Regions from separate parts of the Mus musculus genome. Here region 2 is linked to region 1. A link is a contact called in public Hi-C data. All regions are on one chromosome and are shown on one strand. Each heading gives the region's core, a stretch centred on a gene start, on an enhancer-like site or on the middle of the called end of the contact. The rest is flanking DNA. Distances are from core to core; before and after follow the strand shown.

Region 1 (4,823 bases), core at 1,382-3,881:
ATCCCAAAGCAGTGGAGTTCAAAAGAACCAGAGCCCCCCACAGAGTAAGAGGTGCTGCTGGGAGCGGTTCTGAGCTAAGAGCTGCTGGCCTCTGTTTCTCTGTTTTATCGAAAAATAACACATAAACATGAAGACCAGTCATTTATATGTAGAATGTATGTAACAAAGACACCTTAGTCACACAAACCTTAGAGCACTGACTGCTGGACATCTACTTCATTAACTCAATGAAAAAAAAAAAGATAAGCAAGACATAAGAAGATATACAGACTTTTCAGAAAGGTGATTTTTTTTAAAGCTATCATCCCACCTCTCAGAAAGCAAACACAAAACACTGAGTTCCTTCAGCACCCAGGACTTTTAAGTCGATAGTCGTCACTGTTAAAATGTCTTACCTTCTGCTACGTCATCATCTACTGCTCCTTTCACCTGAGAAAAACACCACTGAATATCATTCCCTCCTCCAGCTCCTGGAAGAAGAAAACATAGCAATTAAAACTGAGCTCTGTTCTGTTTACGCTTATAAACACAGAGATGGTTCCCGAGGCTGGCATCATAACTCCCTATGTAACTACCACTGAGCCCACAGATTTGGAACCAAATTGGCCTCCAATAGTTGGTAGTGTATTAAAAACAAGTCTGCAGGTACGAAATATCCAAAGACATACAGCCTACCAGTAATTATCATCATACAGATATTTAAAACCTCACTTCCACTTTTCCCTCTCCTTAAAGACAGTCAGAACCTTTCAAGTTAAAACCTACCAGGAAAAAACAAAAACAAAAACAAAACCAACCAAAGCACCAAAGTTAGTTTTCCTTTAAATGTACAAAAGGCCTACAAAAGAGTTATAAGGCTAAACTACCATGAAATATAGAACGAAGAGAAAACTTCGGGAACATTACTGCCTGAGAGGATGATTCATGTGGACTAAGCAAACACAACACCCATTTCTTTGCATTCGTTAGGAGCAAATCACTGGTTGCAGACAGAGGAAAAGGGGCGGAAATGCACGCCTGGGAAGAGATGGTCAAAGGAGGCTGCTCCTGCCACATTCACCTACTGCATCCAAAGGACCCAGAAAAAAGCAACCTTATTCGTTGCTCATCTCCTACAATACAGTTCCAATTATCATTTCATTGTTCAGCAAGGTCAAAGGGCAGCCTGTTTATATAGCAAACTGTAAACCAGTCCAGCATAACTTCTTTAAAGGTTCTATTATCTATGCAAATATTGAAAAGAAAGGAAAATTGGTTTAATCTCCGACACTCACTGCTCAGCACTGAAGAGGAAATGGGGGGATGGGGGCACCCCGGGATTTCTGGAAAAGAAACTCAATCTCAATCCAGAATTACTCTATGAGAGGAAGGGCTTCAAGACTAAATTGTACAAAGATAACCGACTCTCAAACGACATTAAACCTCGCTTTTCCTTTACCCATTCCTTGCTAAATTATTCTCAATCAGGCTTTCTCCCCCCGCACCCCCCCCGTCCCCCCTCAGCAAGGTTTTATAAAATCCCTCTCCCTTTGGCTATTTATATCGGCGAACTCCACAACTATTTTAACTCCAAGAAACCCTTCTGGGAAAAGGACATCTGCCCAAACGCTACCGTGCAAAATGCAAAGTTTAAATTACCTTTCTCTCCCACCCAGCCCCCACCCCAATCCTTGCAACTTCTATTAAAGGCTTAGCATTCGTGAGTGGCAAAAAAATAAGACACGGGAAGGGAGCAAAATCGAAAACGAAATTCAGGCTTACACCCTCAAAACCTGACCTACCCCATTAATGTTTGTGTGGTGCTGGGGGTTGGGGGGGGGGTGACCGTGAGTTGGGGGGGTGGGGGTATGCCTCCATTGTATTTTAACTTGCAAAGCTGTCTTCCTTCTTATCGGTCCAGAATACATTTCTACAGAAAGGTTCTCAGTAGACCGGGAAGAGGAATGAATATGTAAGGAAGAGCGGAGGGAGCAGGGTGCAGAGGGGACCCATCTGCACGCCTGCACCCGCCCCACCCACGCCGTCTCCCACCCCCAACGCACCCGTGCCGTGTTCCTGTAGTGCCAGGCCCCGGGCCCGGCCTCCAGGCCCCACAGTCCCAGCTCAGTGCCAGGCCCGCCCGCCCGCCCCACACTCGGCCAGCGCCCCAGGCCGAGGCCCCGCCACCACGGTCGCTAGGGGGTGACGGAGAGCGCGCAGAGGAAGCGGCACGGCACCCTGTCAGCCGCCCAAGGGCCGTTTCTTCTTTACCTGCCATGTCGCGCTGCAAATGGTGACCCTGCCGGGCTCGTCGGGGTCTCCGCGACCGGGGCTCAGCCCCCACACCTGGGGATGGGGGGATCGAGGGCGCGGATGGAGGCGGATGGCACCTGAGGGGGGAGGGGACCGGGACCGGGGCGGAAAGGAAGCGGCCCGGGTGGAGCGGTCGGCAGGATGGTGGCGTTCACTCAGGGGCGTCCCGTCTCGTGCTCCTTCTCTCGCGGTGGAGACGGCAGCGGCGGCAGTAGCGGCGGCGGCGGCGGTAGTAGTGGCGGCGGCAGCGGCGGCTAGGACAGCGACGGCGGCCGCGGCGGCAGGGACAGGCGACTCCACTTTCAAAATGGCGCCCGCTGGCTGGCCGGTGACGTCACTTGAGGGGGCGGAGCGTCTTTGGGGCGGGTCGTGCTGTGTTAGCCACGCCTCCTTCTTGTCTTGCTTTCGCCCCGCCCCGCCCGCTAGGATCCTTGAGAAGGTCCCTGTACAGAGCTAGAGCTGCACTTAGTTTGCTGTGGCTGTGGGCTGGATGTGCCAAGCCGCGGTGCCCAAGTGGCCAAGGCCTGGCCTGTCTGCACCTCTCACTGTCCCAAGCCGTAGAGCCAAGGCCGGAACTTTGGGATGGCCTCATATGTTCACTTATGCTCAACCACATGGTGAGCTGGCCCTCTCGAGAGAATACCCCTTTTGTTGCTCCAGTGACCCTGTGGGTGAGCCCCGGAGGCACCAAAATTAAGGGAGAGTGATGCATACTTGCCACTGCCTGCCCAAGGTGAGAGTTCACTGAGCCCAGAAGGACACAACTGGACTGGTTCCATCTGGGTGAATTAGGTTACCTTCCCATGGACTAGAGCCCTTGGCTACTGCGAGCAGTTAAGAATAGCTCGCCACAGAAATTGGATGTTGTGAATGCCGCAAAAAGTAGCCAAGGTCTTTTCAGATAAAAGTGGTAAAATCAATGATTAAGAAGGTATGTTCTGCTGGGCAGTGGTGGCATACACCTTTAATCCCAGCACTTGAGAGGCAGAGGCAGGCGGATTTCTGAGTTCAAGGCCAGCCTGGTCTACAGAGTGAGTTCCAGGGTAGCCGGGGCTACACAGAGAAACCCTGTCTTGAAAAACCAAAAGAAGAAGAAGAAGAAGGAGGAGAAGGAGGAGGAGGAGGAGGAGGAAAAAGAGGAGGAGGAGGAAGAGGAAGATATGTTCTTCTGGCCGTGGTGACACATTCCTATAATCTCAACAGCGCTTGTATTCATTTAAGAGGTTCTAGAGTTCAAGGACAGCTGAGTTTGAGGCTAGCCTGGGCTATCTATAGAAGACTCTGCCTAACATACATACATCAAACACATGCAAAAAATTAAAATAAATCCATTTAAATGTAGCCTCTTCCAGTCAGACTCTCTGACATTCCCCCCCCCCTTTCCTATTCACCTTTAACTAGGTCAAATGCCCTTTCTTAGTAGTGCCAAGCTCTCCTCCTAGAGAGAGGGAGGGGAAGGAGGCAGAGGCAAGCAGATTTCTGGAGGTCAGCCTGGTCTACAGAGCTAGTTCCAGGACAGCCAAGTCCACACAAAGAAACTCTGTCTTGAAAGACAGAAGGAGGGCTGGGTAGATGGCCTAGTGGTTAAGAGCACTGACTGCTTTCCCAAAGGTCCTGAGTTCAATTCCCAGCAGCCACATGGTGGCTCACAACCATCAGTAATGGGATCTGATTCCCTCTTCTGGTGTGCCTGAAGACAACAACAATGTACTCATCTTAAAACAGTTAAAAAAAGAAAGAAAGAAAGAAAGAAAGAAAGAAAGACAGGAGGAAGAGGAGGAGGAAAGAGAACAACAACAAAATGTGTCAGGTCCAAAGGAAACTTCCCAAACTGCAAAAGGCAGTTCAAATATCCAGAAATGAGCTCAGCCTGGACTATAGGAGGATTTCTGGAAGTTAGATTAAAAAAAAAAAAAAAAAAAAAAAAAAACAGCATTCTTCAGGAACTTGTGAAGCCAGGGGCCCTCTACCAAAAATGTCATTTCCCTCACTTCTGGCAAAAAGGAGATATAGCTACCTACGTTGCCTAACTGTATATCAAAGCACATGCTGGTATCCCAAGATCCTGTGGCACATTTCAGTCCACGCTAGTGTCCTGCCCTTCTTACCTCTCCTCTACTGTAAACTCCAGCCCTCGGGTGTTTCTCTCCCAAGCTACTCCTCCTTATGACCCTGCTATTCTGGCTGTTTCCTCTATATTTTATCCTCTGCTATTATTCTTCCCTCTCCGGCATGTTCAGTCTGTGCTCTGGACTCTTCCAGATGCCTCTGGCCACTCTCTCATATCTACAACAAAACCCTCCCCTTAACCAAACTATGAAGCAGTCATGTTGTCAGTTTATACAAATAGTCTCATAAAGTATAATGCACTTTTCTGTTTTCTTAAACCACATTAAAATGATCTCAGTCTGTGTCTGTTATTAGACAGAATTCTTTGAGGCTAGGAAGTATGTTATTCATCTCCCTATCACTAGCCACATAATTCATGGGACTAATGGATGAATAAATAAGTCTTCTGGATTGGGAAGAAA
Region 2 (4,823 bases), core at 1,147-3,646, 600 kb after region 1:
ACTGACAGTCATGAGACTCTGTGGAGTAGAGGCTGCAAATTAACATCTATCTATCTATCTATCTATCTATCTATCTAATGTATCCATACATACGTAATACATGTGTGTGTGTGTATGCATGCATGTATAGACAACACTGGCAAACCACACTTGATGGGCACAAGATGTCTGGAAGAGGCATGACAGCTGAGTTTCTGTACACAGAAAGTTGTTTATACTTCATTTAAATTATTTGTCCTCTGATTTCCCCACACATACTCATCAATTTCTGATAAAAACTGAGGGAAAATATAAGAGAAGTTCAAGCCACAGTAGGTACAAGCAGCCCTGGCCTTCATGTTTGCCCAGGGAAGGAAAATTGCAGGAACCACACTGCCATCTTCTGGAAGAAATGAGAATATCTGCAAGGACAGAATCAAGGAAGACCAGAGACAGTCTAAGGTAAGCATCCAGGGTTAGCTACTTCTAGAAAAAAAAAGATTTAAAGCAAAGAAATAGCATTTTCGGTTTACCATTAATGAAAAGACATGAGGGAGGGGATGGATGTAGCAACTGTGATCAGACACAGAAGTTAACTTTACACTAAGCATCTGATACGGGCGAGATATGGTAGATTAGGCCCCTTAATATTCTTTAAGAAACTAAGGCAGTGGTTCTCAACCTGTGGGTCACAACCCCTTTGGGGATGAACAACCCTTTCACAGGGGTCACCTAAGACCATTGGAAAACAAAATTTATGATTCACAACAGTAGCAAAATTAGCTATGAAGTAACAAGACATTAAGAATTGTATGGTTATGGGGGCGGGTGACCACAACATGAGGAACTGTATTAAAGGGTTGCAGCACTAGGAAGGTTGAGAACCACTGGTTTAAGGGACGTCTATAAATATCAGCCAAGCCATTCATTAATAATGAAACATTTTAGAATGAACATAATTTGTCGAGTGGACTTACAGTTTTACTGTAGGTACCAAGTTGACATTAGACAAACTGAACCACAATCAGCCAGAACTTTGAGAATCGAGTTTGTAAACTGTTGCCCATCAGATGCAGCTGAGTTAACAAAGCCGTAACAGAGAAAGAGGCAAATAGCAATCAGTGAACACTAAAACTGTCCTGAGAGCCTAAGGCCTTTTACACATGCTGCTAAGTCTGGGTTTGGGACTCTCCACCCTTTTTAAAACTCACTCAACCTAAAACATTTCTAAACAAGTTAACTCGTTCTCTTTTTGGTGTGTTTAGTGGTCCTGACTTAGTGACTACACACACAGGAGAGAAAAGCACATAAATGATTTTGTAGAGATAAAAGAAAGTTTTGGACAAGTCGCCCCTGAGCAGAAGAAGTTGGGGCTCACTTTGCCTGTTAATGTAAAATACATCAGTCCTTCCCGGCAGGGGCTCCAGACCTGGCGGTGCCAAGGCGGTAACAAATAGCTCCACCTCTGAGGGGGAAATGGGCCGCCCAGCAGGAGCTTTCTTCCCTGGTGTGTTATTTATAGGGAGCTCTATTTGTTAACATGTTTCTGCTATCAGGCTGAAGGACAGCTAATGATTTAAAGGATTTCTGGGGCCATTGTTTAATGATAAGATTTGCAGATTCTAGGTCTACTGGTGGTTTAGATATTTAAATTGCTGCCACCGAGACTAGGAGGTTGTAGAAGGCTTAGCGCTGAGGGAGCAGGCAAGCAATAGACTAGATATTAGGATACAAAGTTCAAGTGCAGGGAGACGCTTAGAAGAAATCGGCAACTACACCAAGCTTCATGTGGGTAAACACATTTCCTGGAGCACTTCTAAGTTTCTACTTCTCAAATGTAAACGTAACAGGAAACAATGAATGAAACTCAGATTACCTGTGACCGATTTGAACAATCTGGAAGGATGACTGCACAGTTATGTTTAATTACATATTCATTTACAATAGTTTCTCTATAGAGTTCCAGTCAATGAATTAAAATTTCAAATACAGGGCCTCATTGTCACTTAATTAGCAAAGGAAAACTCTGATTTGAGACAGACAATGAAGTCATCAAAGCTGGTCAATTTAACCCAAAGAAAAGAATAAGTCATTCTAAAGGTCCTTTTCCAGAACAGCCAAAGCCTTTAGTGGTAAATGGTAAAAGGAATAAAACTGCAGAAACACATTGCTGGATCTAGAAAGGAATGCTTTAACAAAACAAAGGCAAAACAAAAAGACAAACAAATATATTTAGAGGGAGAAGAAAGAAATTAATGTATTTCTACTTAAAGTCATCATAACTCAAATGATTTTTATTAGAAATGTGCAATGCACTGAAGCGGCCTACAGGAAGCTGGGTCCTCTTCCCTAAGAGCCAATGCCAGGTGGGATTGTCTGTTCCTGCCTTTGTTCTCCTGGGCCCAGCCCCCTCAGGGCAGCTGAGCGCTTTCTCCCTTGAGCGAGGGTTTTCTCTTGCAGTCTGGTGGCTGGGTGGCACTGTTAGCATCTGTGAGGGTAGACCCACAAAGGCTTCTCCTCTTCCTAGGTAGCGCAGAAGAACCAACACCCTGGCTCTCACTGCCCGAGACAGCGGGCAGCGGCCCTGGGTTTTGTCCTGAGGATATGGTCTCTTCTTTGGAGGATGGACATTCAAATCCCCTGCTGTCTAAGGTGCAGATCGTCATTCTCCTTCTGGGCTTCTGCAAAGTGGAAGGACTTGGAGACAGCCACACAAGCCCTGTATTTTCCAAGTCTCTCTGGAGCCTTGTGCTGCGTCTCACCTTGGTTTTACTGCTTGTTCTCTGAAAGCTTTGCTCTATGGTGTTAGACAGCTCTTCAATCAGCTGCACGCTTTCTAAACTAATTTCCACAAAGTTTTCCCCACTGCAGGAAGACGCAGGGTTCCCATTTTGTTCCAGGTATGAACTCTGACCCCCACAACACACTGTGCGTCTTCTCCATTTCCTCTCTCTCCCACTGCCAGGGCTGCCATTCCCTGCACATTTCCTTCCCACATTCTCACTGTGGCTTGCGGGTTCTTTTATATTTTGAATGAGGACATCTTCTGAACAGTTAAGGTCTCTTTTTGAGTCAGTAGAGACAGGGCTGCCCTGCAGACTCCCCTGTGGAGCTAAGCATTCACTCTCTTTCTCACACTTTAGATTCATACTTTCTGAAACAATAAGGATCTCACAAGGATTTTCCAAATTTTGACCAGCCTTGAAAAGGTCCTGGCTCTGAGGGCTGCCCAGAGGTTTTGGATTCTTGGACACGATGTGATCTTGGGTCACAGAAGCCCGAGGCACAAGACCGCTTTCCATCTTGGTCCCGGGTTTTGGCTCCTTTGCACTTTGACACTTACTCTCCGCTCTGGTGTTCCCTTCACTGCCTGTGTCTCTGGTACTGGCATTTGGCCCTCGCTCAGAAGCAGTAGTGAGAGGCAACAGGTAGCAGCACTTGTCAGAGACCTGAGACTGATGATGAGCTGGGTCCAGCTCAGGCGAATCTGCCTTCTGTGGTAAGCGTCTCTTCCGTTGTGTGGGAATTTCAAACGAGTTCACTTCTTCCAGCTGACCACATTTGTTGAAATCATCTACGGGCATATAAGCACACTTAGAGTCAATTACAAAGGAACAGTGCAATGCCTGTCAAATGAGCAGTGTTTCATAGACATACATGCGCTCGCTATAATACGGTCGTTTTCAGCTTTCAGAACTTACACAGCCTACACTCATCACACGGTTCCTGTCCTCATCTGTCACTTTGTCCCTCTTACTGGCCCAGCCCACAGGTTAAGAAAACAAGTGTTCAACGCATGAATTAATACAGCACACAACTTCAGACTAGGAAAACGAGACTGCTGTCTTAAGCAGTTTCCTTTTCTCTAATGTACTTCCCAGAGCACGAGGTCCAATAGTGAGAGACGGTTCCTATTTACCTGAAAAAAAAAGGGATATCACAACTTTCCAATTCTTTTATGAATATCTTCTTGTAATAAGGTGATAAAAATCAGAATTCTTGAGTATTTAAAGACATAGCAGCTGAGTCGTACAGCAGTCATGTCTTCCAATAATTCCCATATAACTGTAGACAGAGCCATGGGCCACAATCTCAAAGAGCAGCCTTTGTTCCTCCTTTCTGACTAAATAAGCTTCGTTCTCTGGGTAAGAACACCACATGTAGCTTGGTGCATGTATTCATCACATGTAGCTTTGTGCATGTACTTCCTAGGTGAGAAAACCACTAGGAAGGGTTGAGATGAACAAGGAACATGTTCTACAGCAGTGGTTTTCAGCCTTCCTAACGCTACGATGCTTTAATGTAGTTCCTCATGGCTTGGTGACCACCCCCCAACCATAAAATTATTTTTGTTGCTACTTCTTAACTGAATTGTGCTACTGTTAAGAATCATAATGTAAATATCTGTGTTTTCTGATGGTCTGAAGTGGCCCCTGTGAAAGGGTCATTCGACTCCCAAGACGGCTGCAATTCACGGGTCAGCAACCATTGATCCAGAGGAACTCAGTTCTTATGACTTGAAATCAATGCTGTTAGATTCTGTCTCTATTATCTAAGATGTTATTAGCTCATCATCAAGTGAATATAAAAAGTGTTTTAAATGAAATCAAAGGTGAAAGATACATATAAAAAATAGCTAAGCCTAAAGTTTTTAAAAAAATCAGTTTCAATCTGAAAACACATTTATGATTAGAGCAGGTAAATAGTATGTAGAGTCAGATTCATACAGGTCAGGATTTACAATGAATATAGCAGCTAGGCTCTTTTATAACTTGGTACACACAAACACAGTTATATATATTCTAGCATAGTAGGAAAAAAATGGTGTTGGGGAGAGAAAGTTG

Evidence for each region. A called contact is a pair of places that touch in the nucleus more often than the background predicts.
Region 2: a Hi-C map of embryonic stem cells shows a contact between it and region 1, with 2.5 times the contacts expected there. The contact joins the enhancer-like site here to the promoter of Ppp2r2a in region 1. A contact is called at or near these places in 1 of 39 promoter capture datasets (hippocampal neurons), 3 of 484 Hi-C or Micro-C datasets (the C2C12 cell line, cerebral cortex and embryonic stem cells), 4 of 115 datasets of contacts at active chromatin or transcription factors (astrocytes, cardiomyocytes, embryonic hindbrain and 1 more) and 2 of 9 other capture datasets (adipose tissue and liver).

The regions. Positions count from the first base shown.
Region 1 is chr14:67,069,840-67,074,662 of GRCm38.p6, forward strand. Ppp2r2a (protein phosphatase 2, regulatory subunit B, alpha) reads right to left here and starts at 2,632. Exons shown (of 10, transcript NM_028032.3): 1 at 2,251-2,632; 2 at 396-470. The coding sequence starts at 2,257.
Region 2 is chr14:67,674,470-67,679,292 of GRCm38.p6, forward strand. Cdca2 (cell division cycle associated 2) reads right to left here. Exons shown (of 15, transcript NM_001110162.1): 15 at 1,885-3,553. The coding sequence ends at 2,391. Among named protein-coding and RNA genes, the nearest start is that of Cdca2, 39 kb to the right of the region's middle. Within about 2 kb of position 2,397, at least 11 of the 459 cell types and tissues checked have an H3K27ac peak or open chromatin away from gene starts, as enhancers often do. A contact at or near this core is called in embryonic stem cells, where this site is marked.